Regions from separate parts of the Sus scrofa genome. Here all the other regions are linked to region 3. Evidence: chromatin contacts called from public HiChIP or PLAC-seq data. All regions are on one chromosome and are shown on one strand. Each heading gives the region's core, a stretch centred on a gene start, on an enhancer-like site or on the middle of the called end of the contact. The rest is flanking DNA. Distances are from core to core; before and after follow the strand shown. Region 1 holds the start of RAF1 (RAF proto-oncogene serine/threonine-protein kinase). Region 2 holds the start of PLXND1 (plexin-D1). Region 3 holds the start of RPL32 (ribosomal protein L32).

What was found. HiChIP or PLAC-seq counts read pairs in DNA pulled down with a chosen protein or histone mark.
Region 1: an H3K27ac HiChIP or PLAC-seq map of alveolar macrophages shows a contact between it and region 3. The contact joins the promoter of RAF1 here to the promoter of RPL32 in region 3. A contact is called at or near these places in 1 of 5 promoter capture datasets (liver) and 1 of 2 datasets of contacts at active chromatin or transcription factors (alveolar macrophages).
Region 2: a contact with region 3 is called in an H3K27ac HiChIP or PLAC-seq map of alveolar macrophages. The contact joins the promoter of PLXND1 here to the promoter of RPL32 in region 3. A contact is called at or near these places in 1 of 47 Hi-C or Micro-C datasets (embryonic fibroblasts) and 1 of 2 datasets of contacts at active chromatin or transcription factors (alveolar macrophages).

The regions. Positions count from the first base shown.
Region 1 is chr13:68,656,648-68,659,347 of Sscrofa11.1, reverse strand. RAF1 (RAF proto-oncogene serine/threonine-protein kinase) reads left to right here and starts at 1,438. Exons shown (of 17, transcript XM_021069350.1): 1 at 1,438-1,836.
Region 2 is chr13:68,995,350-68,998,198 of Sscrofa11.1, reverse strand. It overlaps PLXND1 (plexin-D1), which reads left to right and starts at 1,574. Exons shown (of 35, transcript XM_021069364.1): 1 at 1,574-2,849. The coding sequence starts at 1,630.
Region 3 is chr13:68,791,707-68,794,575 of Sscrofa11.1, reverse strand. RPL32 (ribosomal protein L32) reads left to right here and starts at 1,398. Exons shown (of 5, transcript NM_001001636.1): 1 at 1,398-1,418; 2 at 2,618-2,718. The coding sequence starts at 2,623. EFCAB12 (EF-hand calcium binding domain 12) reads left to right here. Exons shown (of 9, transcript NM_001243853.1): 9 at 1-87.

The DNA.
Region 1 (2,700 bases), core at 189-2,688, 140 kb after region 3:
ACAATTCTAAGAAGTGGGTAATAGCAATTTTTCATTAGATGAGGAAACTGAGAAACTGAGGTTTAAGTGACTTGTCCAAATCACAGATGAGGAAGTGGAAGAGTCCAAATTTGAACCTTGGCTTTCAGCCTCAACCCCCAGGCGCTGTGGGAAGTACTTTCCATGTTTTATCTCATTTAATCCTGTCAGGTAGATATCACCGTTATTATTCCTAGTTTAAAAAAAAAAAATCCCTCATGGTCCTTCTGTATTCAGTACCTTCCAGTCTTTTCTGTGCATTTACTTATATATATATATTTGTGTATTTACATATACATATATGTATTTACTGGTATTTATATATATTTATGTTGGCCCACATACACCTGCCATTATCTCTTCTTACTTCATCTTCATTTTCCTTTATACTGTACATATGATCACCCGAATTTATTATTTACATTTTCTTTTGGTTTCTCATCATCACTAGAAGACAGAGCTTTTGATTATTGCTGACTTCCCAATACCCAGGACAATGTGTGGTACACAATAGGCACTCAATAAAGATTTAAATGAAAGAAGCATTGTACATGGTACTGGGTAGTTTTGTATGCCTGTATTTGAATAAATAAAATCATTCTGTACATGTTCTTTGTAAAATTTAAAGTCTTGGATTAAAAAAAAAATTAGTACATGGATATAGACATCTTTATCAGAGGGATAGCCTGTACCGTGGAGGGAGCAGACTTTAACCTGTTTCCTATTTCATTTTCCCTACTGTTATCTTTAACTCAGAACAACATGGCAAAAACATCTTAGCACATGCCTTTTTGTGCTACGCGTATTTTTCTAGAATTAGTGCTATAAGTGCACTTGCTGTGTATACGCATTAAGATATCCAGAGATAACCCAAATTGCGCTCCGGATATCCATTCCCTCCAGGGCAGAATGAAGGTACATAGCACGTTTTCACGCATCTTGGACCAGGCTAGATATCATCACTCTTTTTAACTTTTTGCCAGTCTGATGGAGGAAAAAGGACCCCCAATTTACAGATGAGGAAATTGAGACGCAGAAAAGTTTAGGGACTTTCCCACATGACGGGTAGGCGGCGGAGTCGCGATTTGACAACAGATGTGTAGGGCTCCAGGGAGGACGCGCCAAAGCTAGACACCGTCCTCTATGCTTCGAGTTCTCAAGCACGTCTGGTTATCTCTGGACTCTGTGATGCCGGCAGGCTGGCCTCCTCTAGGCCTTAAACTTCTTCGGGGCAGCTAAACTCCAGCCCCTCCCAATTGCCTCTCCGGGGACCAGACGACACCCGACCTACAGCTCTGACGGCGAGGAAATGGCGACGAGCGCGGTTAAGCGGCCACGCCCCCTGAAAGGCGGGGCCCAAGTTCAGGCCAGAGCGGTGGATGCCAGAGCCAAATTGAAGTCGCCTGCCGAGCGAGCTCGCGCAGAAGCAGAGAACTGCTGGCGCCGCAGGTCGAGGGGAGGAGCACCGAGTGGAGGGCTCGCTAGCCGGGGCCGCCCGAGAGTCTCTTCATCGCGGGCGCTGGGGCCGCCATCTTAGATGGCGGGAGTAGGACGAGAACGAGCGTGAGACGCGAAGGCTTTCTGCCGCTCTTCTTGGGCCCCAAAGAGGGCCAGCTGGCCGGGCTTTGGGGCGTGTGCCCTGAGGCGCGGAGCGCTTGTGCAACGATGCGGGGGCTGCCTGGGGTCCCGTCCCCTGGGCTGGGGACGCGCCGAATGTGACCGCCTCCCGCTCCCTCACCCACCGCGGGGAGGAGGAGCGGACCAGCCGCCACCGCTGCCGCCGGACGGCTGGACAAGGAGGCGGCCCGGCTCCCTCAGGTAGGCGGTAGGGCCGGGTCCTGAATGCCGGGGATGCCGGGCGGCCTGTTTGAGGGGGCCGAGTTCCCCGGCGGCCCGGCCTGCGCGGCGCTGACGGGGCGGCCCCGCGGCTGCGGGGTGGAGGGCCCGGGCCAGGCCCCTGTCACCCCGGCTGGTTCTGGGCGGGCGGGGGCCCCGGGGCCCGGTGTCATGGCCGGCGAGCCGAGTTCCCACAGCCCCACTCAGGTTTCCTTGTGTTTCGGGGAAACATGCCAGTGCCACCCCTGTACCCGGTGCACATTCCTTGTATTTTGACCACGGGAAAATCTGCCCAGAGCTGCCTCGGGTCTGTGTGTCACTCAGTTGGGCTCATTTCATTTCTTGCCGCGGAGTGGGGGACCCAGGCTTGCATCTTCTCTCAGCGTCCGTCACTCAAGTGACAACCCTTTTCGGGGAAAATGGGAGCAGTCGGGGAGGAGAGGAGGAAATAGGTCAGCGCCCCACCACAAAGACCTAGGGGCCTCCGGTTGGGTTTCAGGACTCTGCGGGTTACTAATGAGAGGTTTGGGATGCTTAGACTGACGGTTGGCCCCGGGAGGCTTTGGAATGAAGATCTAGGGCTGTCTTTTGTATGAAGTTAGAAGCGCCTGGACGCTTCAGTTCTGCAGCTGCAGAGGCTCTGCAGAGCTAGTCGATGCCGAGAGGCGTTTGGACCTCAGGAGAGGTGAGGCAGCGGTGTTCATTCATTGTTCTCTTCCAAGGGCTCTGGGTGTGCCCTCTGGTATTTTTTCTCTGGTGCGAAGAAAGATAGGATCTCCTGTGTCTCCTTGAGATGTGACCGGTTTCTAGAGGATCAGCCAGTCTCGGGAGGGAGTGGATTCAGCG
Region 2 (2,849 bases), core at 325-2,824, 200 kb before region 3:
CCATGTGGGAGTCCCCCATTTTGAGAGCCTGGAGCTGGCCTGGGGCCGGAGGAAAGTTGAGGGGGGTGGATGTTTGGAGCTGGCTGACTTGGGCTTTCAAAGGTCATAGTTCTGCTCCTTAAGCGCTGTGCCTCTTGGGCCAGTCCCTTCACCTCTGGGGCCTCAGGCTCTGCATCTATAAGGTGGGACTATAATAGTACCAGCCTCAGAAGGTGGCTGTGTGGGTGAAGGGCTTGGCAGAGTGCCTGGCAGGGGGCGAACTGCACCTTGGCACCCACTGTGGCCAAGGCCATGCATACTCCTGATGCAGGCTCTATGGCCCTGTAGTCATCACTGCCTGCCTGGGCCCCAAGTGCTCACCTGCTCCTCCCAGGTGAAAGGAGAAGTAGGCCCAGTGCCAGCTCACCTGTGGCTGATCTTCCACTAAATCTGGGAGGATTTTAGATCCTTCCAGAGTCCCAAATAAAGTGAGTGGGAGGGCAGCTTGGTCTCCAGAGGAGGCAACTGTGGGCGTCCTAGGGCCATCATCCTCCAGGACTGACATCTTACTCTGGGTGGCCCCCCGGTTGGCACAGGCCTGAAACAGTTCCTCTCCACGTTCCCTGTTTCATGTCTGACCCTGGAGCTCTGGTCCCTTTGTCCCTGTCACCTGTCCAACCTCTTTTGGGGCTGGGGTTTGAAGGACAGATCATGGGATTGAATGGGGTGGTGCCCCCTCCCCAGCTGCCCCTGGGGGTGCCTGTGAAAGGGAGTGGAGAGTGAGGAGAGAGAGGGGGAGGGCGCCAGAGAGGAGGGTGGACAGAGCGGGTAGAGGGATGGAGAGAAAGAGAGGGAGGGAGACAGAGACTGGCCGAGGGGACCGGGGTAGGGGAGGTGGGAGGAGAACCAGGCACAGAAAAACGGAGAGAAGGGAGAGAGGATACAGGGGAGAAAGTGGGGGTGGGGGCGACGTAACACGGAGAGCGAAAGACAAGCAGAGACTGAGACAAGGAGCGACAACACGCAAGGAGTCGGGGGGGTGGGGGTGGAGGGGGAGCACAGAGACAGGGAGACACTGAGAGACAGACATCGAGAAGGGAAGAGAGACAGAGACGGCAGAAAAAAGGAAGGAAAAAATAAAACAAGCCCGAGAGACAGGCCAAACAGCCAAGAGGGAGAAGGAACTAAAGCAACCAGCGACGGAGGCGGAGGCAGCACCGGGAAGGGAGCCCTGGGCCGCGGTCGCCGCGCGGGAAGGTCCTGGAGGGCACGGGGCGGCGGGACACACCGACAGCCGAGCGGGGGCCCGGCAGCCGGAGGGCAGGGTGGCAGCCGGGGGCTGAGGCCCGGGACGCCAGGGGAGGTGGGCCCCGGGCGGGAGGGGGCCCAGGAGGCGGGGCGCGGCCGGGCGGGGCGCGGCGGGGGCGGGGCGCGAGGGCGTGTCCGCAGCGGAGCCGCCCCCGTCCCGCCCCCGGGTTGCGCTGAGCTGCTGAGCCCGGCCGGGGCGCCGGGGCCGGGGGCGGCTGGCGCGGGCAGGAAGCGCCTCGCGGCCCGGGCCCGCCCCCCGCCTCCTGCCGCCTCCGGACTCCCGGCTCCCGGCCGCGCCGCGCCCCATGCACTCGCCGCGCCGCGCAGCCCGCGCACGCCCGGATGGCTCGTCGCGCCGCGGGCGGCGCACCCCTTAGCGCCCGGGCCGCCGCGGCCAGCCCCCTGCCGCGGCGCCCGCCATTCCCGGCCCCGTCGTGTCCGCTTCTGCTTCTGCTGTTCCTGGGGGCGGCGCGGATCGACGCTCTGGAGATCCAGCGCCGGTTCCCCTCGCCCACGCCCACCAACAACTTCGCCCTGGACGGCGCGGCGGGGACGGTGTACCTGGCGGCCGTCAACCGCCTCTACCAGCTGTCGGGCGCTAACCTGAGCCTGGAGGCCGAGGCGGCCGTGGGCCCAGTGGCGGACAGCCCGTTGTGTCACGCCCCGCAGCTGCCTCAGGCCTCGTGCGAGCACCCGCGGCGCCTCACTGACAACTACAACAAAATCCTGCAGCTGGACCCGGGCCAGGGCCTGGTGGTCGTGTGCGGTTCCATCTACCAGGGCTTCTGCCAGCTGCGGCGGCGGGGCAACATCTCGGCGGTGGCGGTGCACTTCCCGCCCGCCGCGCCGCCCGCCCAGCCCGTCACGGTGTTCCCCAGCATGCTGAACGTGGCGGCCAACCACCCAAACGCGTCCACCGTGGGGCTGGTCCTGCCGCCGGCCGCCGGCACCGGGGGCAGTCGCCTGCTCGTGGGCGCCACGTACACGGGCTACGGCAGCGCCTTCTTCCCGCGCAACTCCAGCCTGGAGGACCACCGCTTCGAGAACACGCCCGAAATCTCCATCCGCTCCCTGGATGCGCGCGGCGACCTAGCCAAGCTCTTCACTTTCGACCTCAATCCCTCCGACGACAACATTCTCAAGATCAAGCAGAGCGCCAAGGAGCAGCACAAGCTGGGCTTCGTGCGCGCCTTCCTGCATCCTCCGGACCCGCAGCCGGGAGCCCAGACCTACGCGTATCTGGCGCTCAACAGCGAGGCGCGCGCGGGCGACAAGGAGAGCCAGGCGCGGAGCCTGCTGGCGCGCATCTGCCTGCCCCGCGGCGCCGGCGGCGACGCCAAGAAGCTCACTGAGTCCTACATCCAGCTAGGCTTGCAGTGCGCGGGCGGCGCGGGCCGCGGCGATCTCTACAGCCGCCTGGTATCGGTCTTTCCCGCGCGAGAGAGGCTCTTTGCGGTCTTCGAGCGGCCGCAGGGAGCCCTGGCGGCCCGTACAGCTCCTGCGGCGCTCTGTGCCTTCCGCTTCGCCGACGTGCAAGCCGCAATCCGCGCCGCACGCAACGC
Region 3 (2,869 bases), core at 149-2,648:
GCAGATGAGTCCAGGGAAAGTTGTGGTTGTTATTTCCCTCTCCTGACCTTTGTTCTTTTGAAATAAAGCAGGATGGAGTTGCTGTGATCCAGCTGATGTGACTTCTTGCTTAGGAGCTGTGGCCAGAGGGGTGTTGGAAAGCTGAGGTCCTGAGCCTCTTATCTTGGGTCTCGGTGCCTACTGGGAAGCAGCAGGCAGTGTGGTGCCCCTGTGCCCCCCTCAAATAAGTAGCAGCAAGTCTCTCATCCTGCAAGGTCTAAGCCATTTGGGTCATTCTTCTAAATTTCTTAGGCCTTCACAACTGCAAGAATGCCCAATTGTTCATGACTGGTCACCCGCTTCACTCACCTGACCCTGTCAAGACCTTCTCCTTCATGGCACACACCATGTGGGCTGCTGTTAGCACAGTGCCTTCCTGCCTGGAACCCCAGCTGACTCCTTCAGCCCCCAGGACCAGCAGGATTCCCCAGGTGGTGAGCTGTGTGACCTTGGACCAGACCTTCACTTCACATTTCACGGTTCACTTTTCTGGGTCTCCTCACACTCCCCTCCACAGTCAAAATGTCAGGGAGGAGTTGTCAACACTCACTCCCTTCCCTTCTCACCCATCACTCAGTCGACAACACAATCCCCTTCAGCTTTGGTCTCCAGCTGGCCTGGAACTTCTCTACCTCAGGTCACTGATGACATGATAACCCTATCATGTTCGGATTGTGGAATCAAGGGGCTTCTTTTCTCTGAAATTTGATTTTCACAGCAATCTTAAAAACAAAAGCTAAAACGAAGCAAGCCAAGAACAACAATTAAAAACTAGACAGTTTAGCCTTATGGTCAGAAGTGTGGTTTTTGGAGTAAAAACTCCAAACTTCACTCTCTACACTTGTAAAATGGGGAAATTGATAGAACTACCTTCACAGAACTGTGAGAAGCCCATTGAATGAGAGCTGTTACACAGTCTATTTGCTCTTTAAATTCACGTGGGGGAATTCCGCAGTCACTGTTTTATTCCCTCCAGGCCACTAAGAGGCGCACGTCGAAAGAAAAAACGTGGGCGGAAATAATCTAAAAACTGGATAATCCTGCGGAGGGCGGCTTCAGTTCCTGGCGGAAGTGGCTCCTCCTCGCCAGGTCTTAGAAGCTCAAAAAGAATTCCAAATTTTTACGTTGTCCCATCAGCAGGCACGAAAATTTTCAGAGATACTCCTAGATATTAATGTCTAGGAAAACACAGGTGGCTCTCGACGTTTTTTCAGAATTATTCCTCTGACGTGTCTTTAGTTTCTTTGAAAGACCAATAGCCGGAAGTGCTCCTCTTTTCCCTGCCGGGACCCAGAGGTGAAGTCCCATCAGCCCCCGCGCGCACCCTTCCCTCTCTTCCTCGGCGCTGCCTTACGGAGGTGGCAGCCATCGCCCGCCTGGTGAGTGTTAATCGTTGGCCATCCGCATTTCTGTGGTGTCCATCTGGCTCCATCGTGCCCTGTTAAGGAGGCCTAACCTTCCGAGCGGTCGTCTGGGTGGGCATTGTCCTTGTCGGTCGGTTGGAGCGCGTACAAAGAACAGAGCGAAGCGGCCTGGCGGTGATGGCGGCTCCCTTCGCAGGGCTCCCTTGCCTCCTACGGAGGCCACCTGGGGTCAGTTACGAACAGCTTGTATGAGCACTGGGGACGCCGCGCGCTAAGGAGTTCCTGGGGGTCGCGGAGCGATGAGTGATTCAGGCCTAACGGCTCTGAGCTCAAGTTATCGCCTCGCCCCCTCAGCGATGTCTGCCTACCTGTGTTTGTCTGAATCCTCATCTCGGCGCTCGCTTCTCTCCAGTTTCTGGCCTTGGGGTTGCTGCGGTGGGGGGGATCAGCAAAAGCAAAACAAAACGCGACTGCGAGTCGACTTGTTCAGTTAACCGAAATTTTGGTGTCGGGTCGGGATGTCTGGGAATGTTGGACTGCGTTTTGTCTTTTGAGGAGACCATTGGGGGCAGGAGGTCGTTCGTTTTCTGGACAAATTGAGTCCCAGCTCTGTGCTGGGCAAAGATATTGATGAACGTGAACAGAGAGAAAGTGTGCTACAGTAGTAAAAATAGGGTAGCGGGAAGGCCTTGAGGAAGGTGACATTTTAAGGTGATGACCAGGTGTGTTCCAAGGCCTCCAGGCACTTTAGAAGAACCTCACAGTTTTGGGGTGTCCTTTGAGTGTTAGCAGCCTCCTAGGGTAATTACAGGTTTCTTGGTCCCGGCACTGCAAGTGTTGAATGTGCAATATCTGCATCTTACAGTGAGGAAATAGATTTGGGGTCATGTGGATTGCCCCTGGCCTGCAGTTGAGACTCGAATGGGACTTACTGCTTCTCTACAGATTTACCCTTTGCTGTTGGTTTTAGGCATTATTTCTTAGCTTTTGAGTGGGTGAGGTGACCCCTTACCTCCCAGGATCGCATCTGGAGAATGGCTAGTATTCTGCCAGCTTCGGAGTCGGGAGGGACAGCAAGCCTGGCAGAGGTACCCATTCCATTCCTAGCTTGCTTGGTAGCTGGTGATTGGAAGACACTCTGCAACAGTGTTCAAGCCCCTGCAGGAAAGCCTCCTTCTGAGACTTGTTGACTGGTCTTTTGCCTCTTTCTCTAGGCATCATGGCTGCTCTCAGACCCCTTGTGAAGCCCAAGATCGTCAAAAAGAGGACCAAGAAGTTCATCCGGCACCAGTCAGACCGATATGTCAAAATTAAGGTATATGGCCAGGGATGGGAGTGTCGGGGTGAAGAAAGGCTGTTGGGTTTCTGGGATCCCCACCTCAGAAGATGGTTTTTGGTAGATGAGCTGGTCTGTGTCTGGTGGCAAAGCTCTGTAGCATCCCTAGAGTCCCTGAAGATGCCTTACT